Linked DNA regions of Pan troglodytes: region 2 is linked to region 1. Evidence: chromatin contacts called from public HiChIP or PLAC-seq data. All regions are on one chromosome and are shown on one strand. The core of a region is the stretch at or near the end of the contact, and the rest is flanking DNA. Distances in the headings are between cores, read along the strand shown. Region 1 holds the start of FUNDC1 (FUN14 domain containing 1). Region 2 holds the start of KDM6A (lysine demethylase 6A).

Region 1 (5,864 bases), core at 2,399-4,898:
GAGTCACTGCAGATGTAATAAGTTCAGATGAGATCAAACTGGACAGGGTGGGCCTTTAATCCGATAAGGACGCACACAGAGGGAAGACGACATGTGAGGACAACAGAGGCAGAGACTGGAGTAATACGTCTACAAGCCAAGGAATGACAAGGATTGCTGGCAACCACCAGAAGCTAGCAGAGAAACATAAAACAGATTTCTCCCTCTGAGCCTCCAAGAAGGAACAAACCCTGTTGACATCCTGATTTCAGACTTCTAGCCTCCAGAACTGTGAGAGAATAAATTTCTGTTATTTAATTTAATTAATTTATTTTTTAGATGGAGCTCGCTCTGTCACCAGGTTGGAATGCACTGGTGCCATCTCAGCCCACTGCAACCTCCGCCTCCCGGGTTCAAGTAATTCTCCTGCCTCAGCCTCCCGAATAGCTGGGATTACAGATGCCCGCCACCACACCCAGCTAATTGTTGTATTTTTAGTAGAGACGGGGTTTCACAATGTTGGCCAGGCTAGTCTTGAACTCCTGACCTCTGGTGATCCACCCGCCTCGGCCTCCCAAAGTGCTGGGATTACCAGTGTAAGCCACCGCACCTGGCCTCCACAGTTCTATATATTTTATCTCCAAAACATTATTTGACTGTCTTCTCCTTTCCACTCTCAAGGTCATCATTACCTTGCTTCCAGAACACTTTAAGGGCCCTCTAACTGGTCTCAACACCTCCCATCTCTCCTAGCAAGGACCCATCCTAATAGTTTTAATTTTTTGTCATGATCAAAAGCCTACAGCTACCTACAGCAAAATAAAATCTCCTCAGCCTCCTATACATGTCTTGAATTGGTCTAAATTGCTAACTTGTTAGGTTAGTGCCTATTAACTGTTCCTCCTTAATATACACCATAATATCACATCAGTTTTACATCCTAAGAAAATTGCAAAAATTTACTACACTGAATATAGTCATTGCAACAAATCGCCTGTATAATTATTAGAGTTGTATTATACAGCTCCTGGACCAACACCTGGCTGTAATCCAAATGTGTGTGTTGTGTGTGTGTGTGTGTGTGTGTGTATGTATATATACATATATGTCAGCAACAAAGGCTCAGAAAAGGGAACAGAAAAGGCAGGCAGCAGCCACAATGTCCCTTGGACTGTGCTCCACAAGCATGTGTATCCATTGCTTGATGGCATCAGTCACTAAAATGAACCCATCTCCTGCTGCTCTGTCTCTAGGCTTTCCGAGCAAACTTCTGCCAATGATGGGGCTTCATCTACAAGGAGTCTGGTCTCCAAGGAGAAACAATGAAATGACTTGATAATTCTATTCTCGATTATTTTTGAGTCTGTTTTAAGACTGGGCTTTAGGCCCTGACTGACATTAACCAATCACCCATGGAACCAAATTGTGAGCTTATTTAAGCAGAGCCATACCCTGAATTACAGGGCTAGAGGAACTATCAGCCTGTGGAGAATTATCTGAATGACCAGGCCCTGACAGGCATCTCTCTTCTAATTGCAGGCTTTTTTCCTGCAGCAGCACTAGTAAGTACATATCATGAATAAATGCCGCACCTCTGCACCACAGAATCTTCACAATGAGTACTTCTATCATAAAATGGCATTTGCAAAAAAAAGGCATAGAGGAGTGTCTCGTTATTCCAAGGTGCATGTAAAACACAAATCAAAAAACTCATCGTTATACTTATCAAGTGGAAACAGGTAAATATTTCAATTAAATCTATGTAAGATGAATTTAAATAAGAATCTAAGAACGCTTATGCACAAGTTAAGTACCCTCACTAACTCCAAAATTTCTCTACAGTCACGAACATTTTCAAAACAGTCAAATTTGTTTCTGCCCCTTGTTATCTGGCTAGTTTTTTTTATTGTAAGAACAGAATTAGATCCACAGTAGCCATTGTGTTATCACGTGGTCTGAAATGTTAACTGGTCAGGCTGATGGTTATTAACTACTTCTTAATGGACTCCACAATATTATCAAGTAAGCAATCAGACCTTTAAACACAGAATTAACGTTCTACAGCTCTTTTTCAAAGAGTTATCATAATCTGAACGAGCCCACAAAAAACAGAATCATCTGTATCATCACCAATAATTCATACTGAGCATTTTACACTGCTCTGTACAGGGCTGACAATACTAGAGGCCAGTTCTACCGTGGGAGTTTCTTAGGTTTTTTCAGCAGTTAGCACTGAATGAAATGTAAAAATTTACATATAATTAACTCATATATTTCTTCCTATCTACTATCACTGAATCAGATCCACGACATTTGCTGAACATGAGAATGGGGAAATTATATAAAGAATCAAAAGAAGGATGAGGAGGGAGGAGAGGAACAGTGGTGGGCATGGGGGAGGGGATCGCCAAAACTCAACAGGGAGCCTGGGAATGTAGATTACATCAATTTTAACTCAGAGAAAAGCCTCTTCTGGAATTAACAGTGTAGACCTACTGCCTGTGCACGGTGATTCTTGCCCATGTATGAAAGGACAGCAGTGTCAGGCCCCCAAATGAAATTTAATGAAAAAGACGTTGTTCTCACCAGCCAGTAACGCCACCCATTACAATCTGGGTAGCTACTGAGTATTTTTCTACCATAGGTCCCGAACTGTGGCCAAACACTCGATTCCACCACTGGTGTCTTCTTGCATACTCAGTTAAATCCAACACTTCATAAGAGTCGTCATCACTTTCATAGTCTTCAAAATAGCAAAATGCAAAAAATAAATGTAGAGTCAATCAAAAGTCAGAAATGTTCTATACATCTTTTTAAAAATCTGTTACAACTCATTAGTTCTGGCCTACGGCTAAAAATGCCCACATAGAAACTACTGACTTTATTTAACTCAATTCTTGAGACCAGGGCCTCAAGAGTAAAGGACCCTGCAACAATGACCCCCATCTGCTTTCCCAAAGGCCCGGGGACCAGCCCGGGGTCACGAAGCCAGGGCCAACTCAGAATGACACAGTAGTGAGGGGTCACCCCCACCTCCAAACCTTAGTAGGGTCAAGGTCAGAGCAGGGTCCATTTTCATCAGTGGGAGGAATGGGGGTGGGGAGGGGTCCTCCTGAGAGAACTAGTCTGGAGCTCAGCGAAATCACTTGAGTCCAGACGTTTAAAAAAAGAAAATAATAATACATTTGAAGATGGGAGATGAAGGGCCGGAGGTGAAGGTAAGGCAGGAGGCAGGTAGGGCTGTGCTGGGGGTAGGGGTGGCTCTCCGCTTGAGTTCCGCAGAGAGGGGAGGAAAAAGTCTAGCTCGGAGGGGGTGCTCGAAGGGGCTGCCTTAAAAAAAAATGGAGCTCGAAGAATCCTAGGGCAGGGGAAGGAAGAGGTGCCATAGGAGCAAGGTCGAGAGCTGTGAGCCGCGTCCCAGATACCACTTCGGGCCCTGGCCGCTCACCTTGGGGAGGGGGGTTCCGGGTCGCCATGATACCGCCAGCGGCCAATTCTGGAGTGGTCCCCACCCGCCCTCCTCTCCCTGGCACTTTAAGGGCCGCTCTAGGCCAGGATGGAAGTCTATGGTCTCTTTTTTCCTCCTTCTCCTACTCCAGGCGCGTAGTCCTGTCTCCGCCCCCTTCTCTCAGCGCAGGACCTTCTGCCTTCTGCGCAGGCGCGAAACTCCGGAATGTGGGGAGGGCCGGGCGGATCATAGCCCCGCGAGAGCGTAGGGGACTTGTAGTCCGCTGCCTTCCGCAACTAGGAAGGGGGAGGGACCGCCCCTCCTAGAATTTCCGTAACTTGAATTTGATTATTTTGTTTTAAAAGAGCCTTAAGGGCTGAAGGAATGGGGTGAAGGGCGCCACATGGTGGTACAAAGGGAGAACCAGCTGGGTATTGACAAAGACTCTCTCCTTGACCAAACTTTAGTCAGGAGGCTCCTCTGAGCTGTTTTTGACTGGGTCTCCTCCTTGGGTCGTCTTTGACCTGCCTAGTCCATTTGTGGTAAGAATGCAGTTAAGTCAGTTTAGTAAGAACTCCCCCACCCTTAATATCGAATCACCCTCAATATCCGATCGAATTCCTCAACCCCACTCTTGATATCTGATCACTCTGCCACCAGCAAAAATCCTGTTAAATTGGCTTTAGCAAGAATACCCCTACCCTTCATGTCTACTCTTGGTAATCTTCCACCCATTGATCCATTCACTCTGATCATTTACTATAAATTCCCTGCTGTATTCAGAGTTGAGACCCATCACTCACCCCTATTGCCATAGTCTTTCTTTTTCGAGAAAGGGTATTGCTCTGTCACCAGGCTGGAGTGCAGTGGCGCTATCATGGCTCACTGCAGCCTCAAACTCCTGGGCCCAAGAGATCGGCCCACCTCAGCCTCCAGAGTACCCAGGACTCCAGGCGTGCATCACCACTCCCGGCTAATTTATTTTTATTTTTTGTGGAGAGTAGGTCTCCCTGTGTTGCCCAGGCTGCTCTTGAACTTCTGGGCTCAAGCAGTCTTCCTGCCTCTGCCTCCCAAAGTGCTGGGATTACAGATGTGAGCCACCATGCCAGGCTGTATTGCAATAGTTGTGATACCTATTGCAGTAGTCATGAACAAAGTCTTCCTTACCATTTTAAGAAGTGTCCCATAATTTTTTTGTCAGGCCCATCGCTTGCAGACTGTCAGAATAATTTTTTAACAGTATTTTGAACATTACCAGAATTCAAATGCTTGAGGAAAAAGGCTTGTAAAAGATAAGAGAAACCCTGTTTCAAGCCATACTTTTCTAAGGGCGCAAGCGCTCACAAAGGGACCACAAGTTTTCTAATGCCCTGCTGCTAGAAATTGGAATCTGTTTACCTGCTCTCTCTCTTGAGTTCCTGCCAGGAATCCAAAGGAGGTAAAGAAAGGCCTAGAAACTTCGTAATTCCTGACCTGACAAGAGGACATAATTTTTTAGTGTCATTCTTTTGTTTGTTTGTTTGAGATGGAATCTCGCTCTGTCGCCCAGGCTGGAGTGCAATGGCACAATCTCGGCTCACTGCAACCTCCACCTCCCGAATTCAAGTGATTCTCCTGCCTCAGCCTCCCAACATCCCAAGGAGCTGGGATTACAGGCACGTGCCACCACGCCCGGCTAATTTTTGTATTTTTAGTAGAGAGGGGGTTTCACCATGTTGCCCAGGCTGGTCTCGAACTCCTGATCTCAGTGATCCACACACCTGGGCCTCCCAAAGTGCTGGGATCACAGGGGTGAGCCACCGTACCCGGCCAGCATCATTCTTATTATTTAAATCTGACAGAGGAACAAGGTCAAGGTCTTCACCCAGAAACCCCATGGGATTCTATGAATACAAAGCCATATTGATCACCAAGCAGCTAACCCAAGTCCACATAAACCAACCCAGAAACTTGTCTTGAACTTGCATTGCACCCGCATCTGCTGTACAATTAAACAAAAGTCCTCTCAGTATTCATTTTAATGGAAAAACAAGGAATTCTGGCATAAATTGCATTACTTTAAAAATTGGCTTGCATAGATGCACTTGGCTTTTCAAATCCTGGCACTTTATTCTTTCTTTTTACAATATGCCCATTTATTAATATTCTTATTTATTAATTACTTTTAATAGCAAACCACAATTACTTTTGCACCAACTTAACACATAGCTTGCAAGTTCATGTTTTGTCATTTGTTGACTGGGAAAGGAATTTTCCTAAGCATGTAAAATCCCTATAAATTGAATGGCTTACCTTCATTATCATTTGTATTATGATACTAATTTCTAGTAACTATTGAGTAACTTGTCTCCCTTTATTTCTTACCATATCTCTGCAACTAATTAGCCTGTTAGCTTCAATTATGTTTTATTTTAATTTAAAACTGATTGGAAAATCA
Region 2 (5,864 bases), core at 1,288-3,787, 320 kb after region 1:
CCTAGAGGATAGGTAATGTTCTCAAGGTCGCACAGCCTGTGTAGAGCAAGGATTCGAATCCAGGTCTGCCTCACTCCAACTCCCACCCATTGCATCCACTCCTTGCTGTTCTGCTATTACATAGTAATAGCGGGAAGAAAGGTGTTGAGGTGTGGAGAGTGGGTAGCCTTTTTTTTTTGAGACGGAGTCTCGCTCTGTCACCCAGGCTGGAGTGCAGTGGCGCGATCTCGGCTCACTGCAAGCTCCGCGCCATTCTCCTGCCTCAGCCTCCCGAGTAGCTGGGACTACAGGCGCCCACCACCATGCCCGGCTAATTTTTTGTATTTTTAGTAGAGACGGGGTTTCACCGTGGTCTCCATCTCCCGACCTCGTGATCCACCTGCCTCGGCCTCCCAAAGTGCTGGGATTACAGGCGTGAGCCAAAGCGCCCGGCTGCCTTTTGTTTTGTTTTGTTTTGTTTTTGAGACAGAGCCTCACTCTGTCGCCCAGGCTGGAGTGCAGAGGTGCAATCATGGCTCACTGCAACCTCCACCTCCCGGGTTCAAGCGATTCTTCTGCCTCAGCCTCCCGAGTAGCTGGGACTACAGGCGAGCGCCACATGCTCGACTAATTTTGTTTTTTGTATTTTTAGTAGAGGTGGGGTTTCACCACATTGGCCAGGCTGCTCTCCAACTCCTGACCTCGTGATCCGCCTGCCTCGGCCTCCCTTTGCAGGCGTTAAGCCACAGAGCCCGGCCGGGATTGAGTAGCCTTATAATCCTTGAAAAGGACCTGAGTCAGGAACTGCTAACTTCAGGGAGATAGTCAAATACCAGCAAAATGTCTATCTGTGCTTGTGCAAGTGTGTGTGTGTGTGTGTGTGTGTATGAGAGAGTGTGCGAGCGAGTTAGTGGGGTCAAAATTTCCTTGGCTTTAAATGTCACCATTTGTGACAAAGTTAACAATGTATTAATTTAGCCGTAGAAAAGATTTGGCCCTTTGTACACACTCATTCAAGCAAAATGGAGTATCATAAAAGGAAAGGTGTTTCAGAGGAAGTAATTAAACATGAACTATAATCTATACAAAACTACAGTTTGTTCGTCTAGTTACTAGTCTCAGGGGAACAGTTTAAAACTGTGTGCAAAATAAGTTGGGATTCCCATAGCTTCCCGCTGAATACTGGTAGGAATTACTGGGTCAGCACTGAATTGTCTTCGTCATACTTTGAAATCCAAGTTTAAATATATAATTTTTATTGGTTACAGGTGGAAAACCTATGGAAAATATAAAAAACTCCGTTTATAAACAGAATCTTGTCCTTATATGTCTATCAATTTTTTCCTATCCCTGTTATAAGACATACAGCTTAGTAAATAAATTTGCCTTTTGAGAAGAGTAGTCGAAAGAAGGCCTATTTTTTTTTCACCTATAGTAAAGATTAAAAGTCAGACTAAAGCCTTTCCCCTGCACCTGAGAGACAGAACAACAAAGTGTTACTGTTGTCCAGGGGTTACAAACCTGCAGGTTTTGGGGGATAGAAAGGCTTTCTTGGGCCACCAGCTGTGATGATTTAATTATGTCTTCTCTCAGGTCTGTCCACAAGCAGCCCCCACTTTTGTAAGAAGGCTCCACTGAAATCATGGCAATAGAACCCAACATTCTGCAGATCCCGCTTCACAATTTCTCATTGCTTTTTCTTGTAAGACTGTAATGAACTACTGATAAGACACAGGGTAAACACAGCACGAAAATCTGGCCCCAAAGTGCCGCCAACAGACAGACCTTTGGCGGTGGGGAGCCATGGTCGGCAAGCCAGGCCCCGCGGGCGACTCTTCATTCCCTCCGGCCTGGGGCGTATGGGCGGGGGTCAGGGGAGCCCTTCCCCCTTCACTTTCGGCGCGGGTGAGGTGATCGGGGCTGCCAGCGCAGGTCTGGCCTAGGGCGGCACCCGGACCGCGGGGCACGGGACCGGCAGCCGCTCCCCGAGCGCCCTCCTCGCGGAGGCCATTATTTCCAGCAGTGCCAAAAGTCTGAGCCTTCTTCGGAGGGCAGAGGTCGAGGGCCGTGCGCCGCCTCCCGGCTACGCGACCTGTACCAGGCCCTGTGGGGTCCCGGGACCCCTGGAGCGCGCGCGGGACGGCCGGAGCCGCGGTCTGGGCACATCCCAGAGCTCGCGGGCAGGCAAATGCCGTCCTCGGCGTCTTCGCCCGCCGCTCGCGCCCGCCGCGGGCGGTGCCGGACCTCGCCCTTCCCCACCACTCCCCTCCCCCTCCAGAGCCCGCCGCGGTTCCCGAGGTGACACGGCCCGGACCCTCCATTCTCTGCCCCAGTGTATTTAACCAGCACAACCTAACAGGAAGCTCCCTCTCGGTGACAACCCTTCCCCCGACAGACGCGCCCAGCAGCCAACCACCGGCTAGAATTGGCCTGCGTCCCGCTCCCCTCTCGGTGGCGGCCTCGGTGGGCGGGGCTCGGGCAGCTAGCAAGTTAAGTGGAGCCACGGCTGACGTGAGTCAACAAAGGTCACGTGAGGCGTGCGGGCCGCGCCGATTGGTGGCGCCAGCCGGGCGGGGAGGGGGGGGTCACGGCGGCGGCGTGGGGTTCGCTGTGTGACACAATTACAACAACTTTGTGCTGGTGCCGGGGAAGTTTGTGTCTCCAACGAATCCCCCCAGTGCTCCCCAGCCCCGCGCGCTCCGGCCGTTCCCGCCGTCCCCGCCTGTGGCTGCCCCCTGCCCAACCCCGCGATGTGACCCTACAGCCGAAAGCCGCCGCTGCCGACCCGGGGGCTCCGCAGCCCCTGCCGCCGCCGCCGCCTTCACCGCCGCCGCGTTGGGATTTTTCGTCGCCGCCGCCCGCGGCGGAGGAGGAGGCGGCGATAAAGTTGGTGTGCTGGTCCCGCGCGCAGATTGGGGGCGTCACTGCGGGCCCCGGTCCGAGGGGGGGTGTCGGCGTTGGAGTTGTGAATTCGCTGCGTTTCCATGAAATCCTGCGGAGTGTCGCTCGCTACCGCCGCCGCTGCCGCCGCCGCTTTCGGTGATGAGGAAAAGAAAATGGCGGCGGGAAAAGCGAGCGGCGAGAGCGAGGAGGCGTCCCCCAGCCTGACAGCCGAGGAGAGGGAGGCGCTCGGCGGACTGGACAGGTACGGGCCGCCGTCACTCGCCCGGTCGGCTCCGGACGGGCAGTAGCCGCTCTCCCGGGAGGACCGAGCGCGGCTTGTCTCTGGCGGCGGCGGGGCGGGCACCTCGGTTTGGCGCTCTTCGCGCCGCCTCCGCTGGGGCCTCGGGCTCGGGCAGGGACGGGTCGGTGGCGTTCCCGGAGCGTTAAAGAGTAAACTGTGTCTGTCTCCACAGCCGCCTCTTTGGGTTCGTGAGGTTTCATGAAGATGGCGCCAGGACGAAGGCCCTACTGGGCAAGGTAAGGCAGCTGCGAGTCGGAGCGCGGACACCGTCTCCCTGGCCGGCGCCGCGCTCGCCCCGGGCCCCGCGGCCGGGTCTGTGCTCATTGTGGCCGCGGACGATGGTCGAGGGGCTTCCGGAAAACTATTTCCTGCCTCTGCTCTCCCCCCACCCCCGGGTACCCTGCTTGCTCCCTTGCGAAATCGCTCTTTTCCTCTTGTAGCTGGAGGAACAGAGACGGGATCGCTTTGGGGCCGGGCTCAACTGGGTCGACACAACTGCCTGCTATTTTACAGCTTTTTGAGGGTAGGCCGATGATCTTCGAGGTGCCTGTTTAGGGTCAAGGGATCGTGAGTGTGTTCAGATTTTCCCAAATTTCGGACTTAACTTGCCTCTCACGGGTTTAAAAAAATTCTTTTCCTTCAAGCAGGCTGTTCGTGATGCCTACTGCTAACCAAATGTTTTAGGCTTTCTTGTGTCCCCGCTCCCAGAAGGGGGAAGTTTCACGGAGTTTAGGTCGGTGAAGAGTTTGCATTGGGTTGTTGACATGTATCTCGATTGCAGTGTGTGTTACCTGAAGTTAGGTGACTTGTTTACTTTTTGGGTCTTTTTGGCATAGAAATACCGTAGTTATTTGTAAACGTGTTCTCTTCCTGGAGCCTCATTTCCTGTGTGTCTGACAGGGGAGGCTGGGGAGGATTCGAGGTGTAGTCTTTTTTTATTTGTGTGGAAAGTTGTTGGCACTGTCATTTAGTTAAGTAATGGCTGCTCCTATCGGCCCAAGATGGCGGGACAGGGTGGGAGGAGAAAGTGAAGGGGGGGGTTAGGGGGAGGGTGTAGAGGTAAACATGGAAATAAATAGTAGCCGTGAATAAGCCTTTCCTTCGGAGTGCGTAGCTCAGTGGTGTTTAAAAAAAATTACCCAAGATTATTTGCATATAGAATTCTTATACCTTTCATAAGCTTGGAAGCAGCATGTATAAGCCTGGTAAATGCTTATCAACCTGTAGCACATTTAGTTATCCATCTGTAAGCTATTGAACAAAGGCTGGAGTCTCAATCTGTATGCATCAGTTTATATTTCCTGACCAAAATCTGATTGCAATGGTATTTGAATACTTTCTTCGTAATTGGGACCGTGAAAGTTGGAGTGTGTGCTATGGGTGTTGTATCCGTTAGACATTTTCTTTTCTAGCTGAAATCATAGCTTTGCATTTGACACCTAGCTTTATTGTTGCAGTTGAGACGCAAGTTTGAAATAAGTCTAACATTTTATTCTTAAGTTGATTTTTTTGTTGTTCTGAATTTTTGTCTGTAGCTTGGTTTCGCAGGGTCATCAATTCCTTTTTATCTGTAATTACACATTTGTTTTTATTTCAAAGCAATTATAAGGTGTTATATTGCATATAATCAGAAAACTAAATGGAAATAATGCTTTTCAGTAAGCCCGGCCCCTTTGACCGATACAGAAAACTTGAATTAAACTTTGACTACGTAGGTATTAATTGGCTTCATTACAATTATTGCTGTAAAAATGAACAGTGACTAGCTCTGGAAAGATTTAAGCGTCAGTAATTGTTGGTCTCCTGCCTTAAAGTTTTTTTTTTTTCAATTTGAGTATTTAAAGTATTTTATTTAAAAATATTTGACTGCTGTCAAAGTTGTCATTATAAAAGATTAAACATGATTTAAATTAAAAGAGCATTATTTTGTTTTGGAGGGATTATTGTTGGTCTAACATGGGTTGATAAAATTGCTTGCAAAGATAATTCACGTGGAAAAGTTTGGCCAAATCGATTGCTTTTGGTTATGGTGATGAAAAAATAAATGGAATCTGATGTTTTATGTTGAGAATGTGTAAAATGCTAGTTGATTTTATGTCTTAGAATGCTCATATTCAGATAGATTCACTGCGAATAGTGCTTAACATTGGATTTCGGATTGTAATATTAAACCCTGCAGTTATGCACTAAAGAGTTTAAATTTTAAAAAATTAACCATTTTCAAATATTCTTGGCAAGTTGTGCATTACTTGATGTTTGAATACATCTTAAAAATGAAAAACTAGTGAAGCTTCACTGTGTTTGGGGCCTTCATGATATATGGGGTAATTTGATGAACGATTAAGCAGTTTGTTAAACTAAAGAAAAGAAAATCTTCACTGCTTCAGACTCAGTGCTTGTGAGGTGTCCTACCTGCTTAGGACAAGATTCATCAGCCTTAACATTAAAATAAAACCTTCTGTAATATGTGCTTGCAACCGCATATAGTTCTTGGTTGCATCTTTGTGAGCCTGAACATACCAGTGGGGTGTGTAATGTAAAGCTTGACGTTATATAACTTCGCACCCTCTGTTTGAATTGGGTTCTGAATGAAGTGAATGAGCTGGAGTCCTGCTGTAGGAGGTCTTCAATTATTTAGTTTCATCCTTTTTTTAACAGTCCTCGAAGCAGTATTTTTTTGTTTTTTATTTTTATTTTTTGT

Evidence for each region. HiChIP or PLAC-seq counts read pairs in DNA pulled down with a chosen protein or histone mark.
Region 2: a contact with region 1 is called in an H3K4me3 HiChIP or PLAC-seq map of stem cell-derived excitatory neurons, with 2.8 times the contacts expected there. The contact joins the promoter of KDM6A here to the promoter of FUNDC1 in region 1. A contact is called at or near these places in 1 of 7 Hi-C or Micro-C datasets (stem cell-derived neural progenitor cells) and 1 of 1 datasets of contacts at active chromatin or transcription factors (stem cell-derived excitatory neurons).

Annotation. Positions count from the first base shown.
Region 1 is chrX:44,987,450-44,993,313 of NHGRI_mPanTro3-v2.0_pri, forward strand. It overlaps FUNDC1 (FUN14 domain containing 1), which reads right to left and starts at 3,649. Exons shown (of 5, transcript XM_001139861.7): 1 at 3,428-3,649; 2 at 2,566-2,722. The coding sequence starts at 3,455.
Region 2 is chrX:45,310,637-45,316,500 of NHGRI_mPanTro3-v2.0_pri, forward strand. KDM6A (lysine demethylase 6A) reads left to right here and starts at 2,538. Exons shown (of 30, transcript XR_010154914.1): 1 at 2,538-3,124; 2 at 3,336-3,399.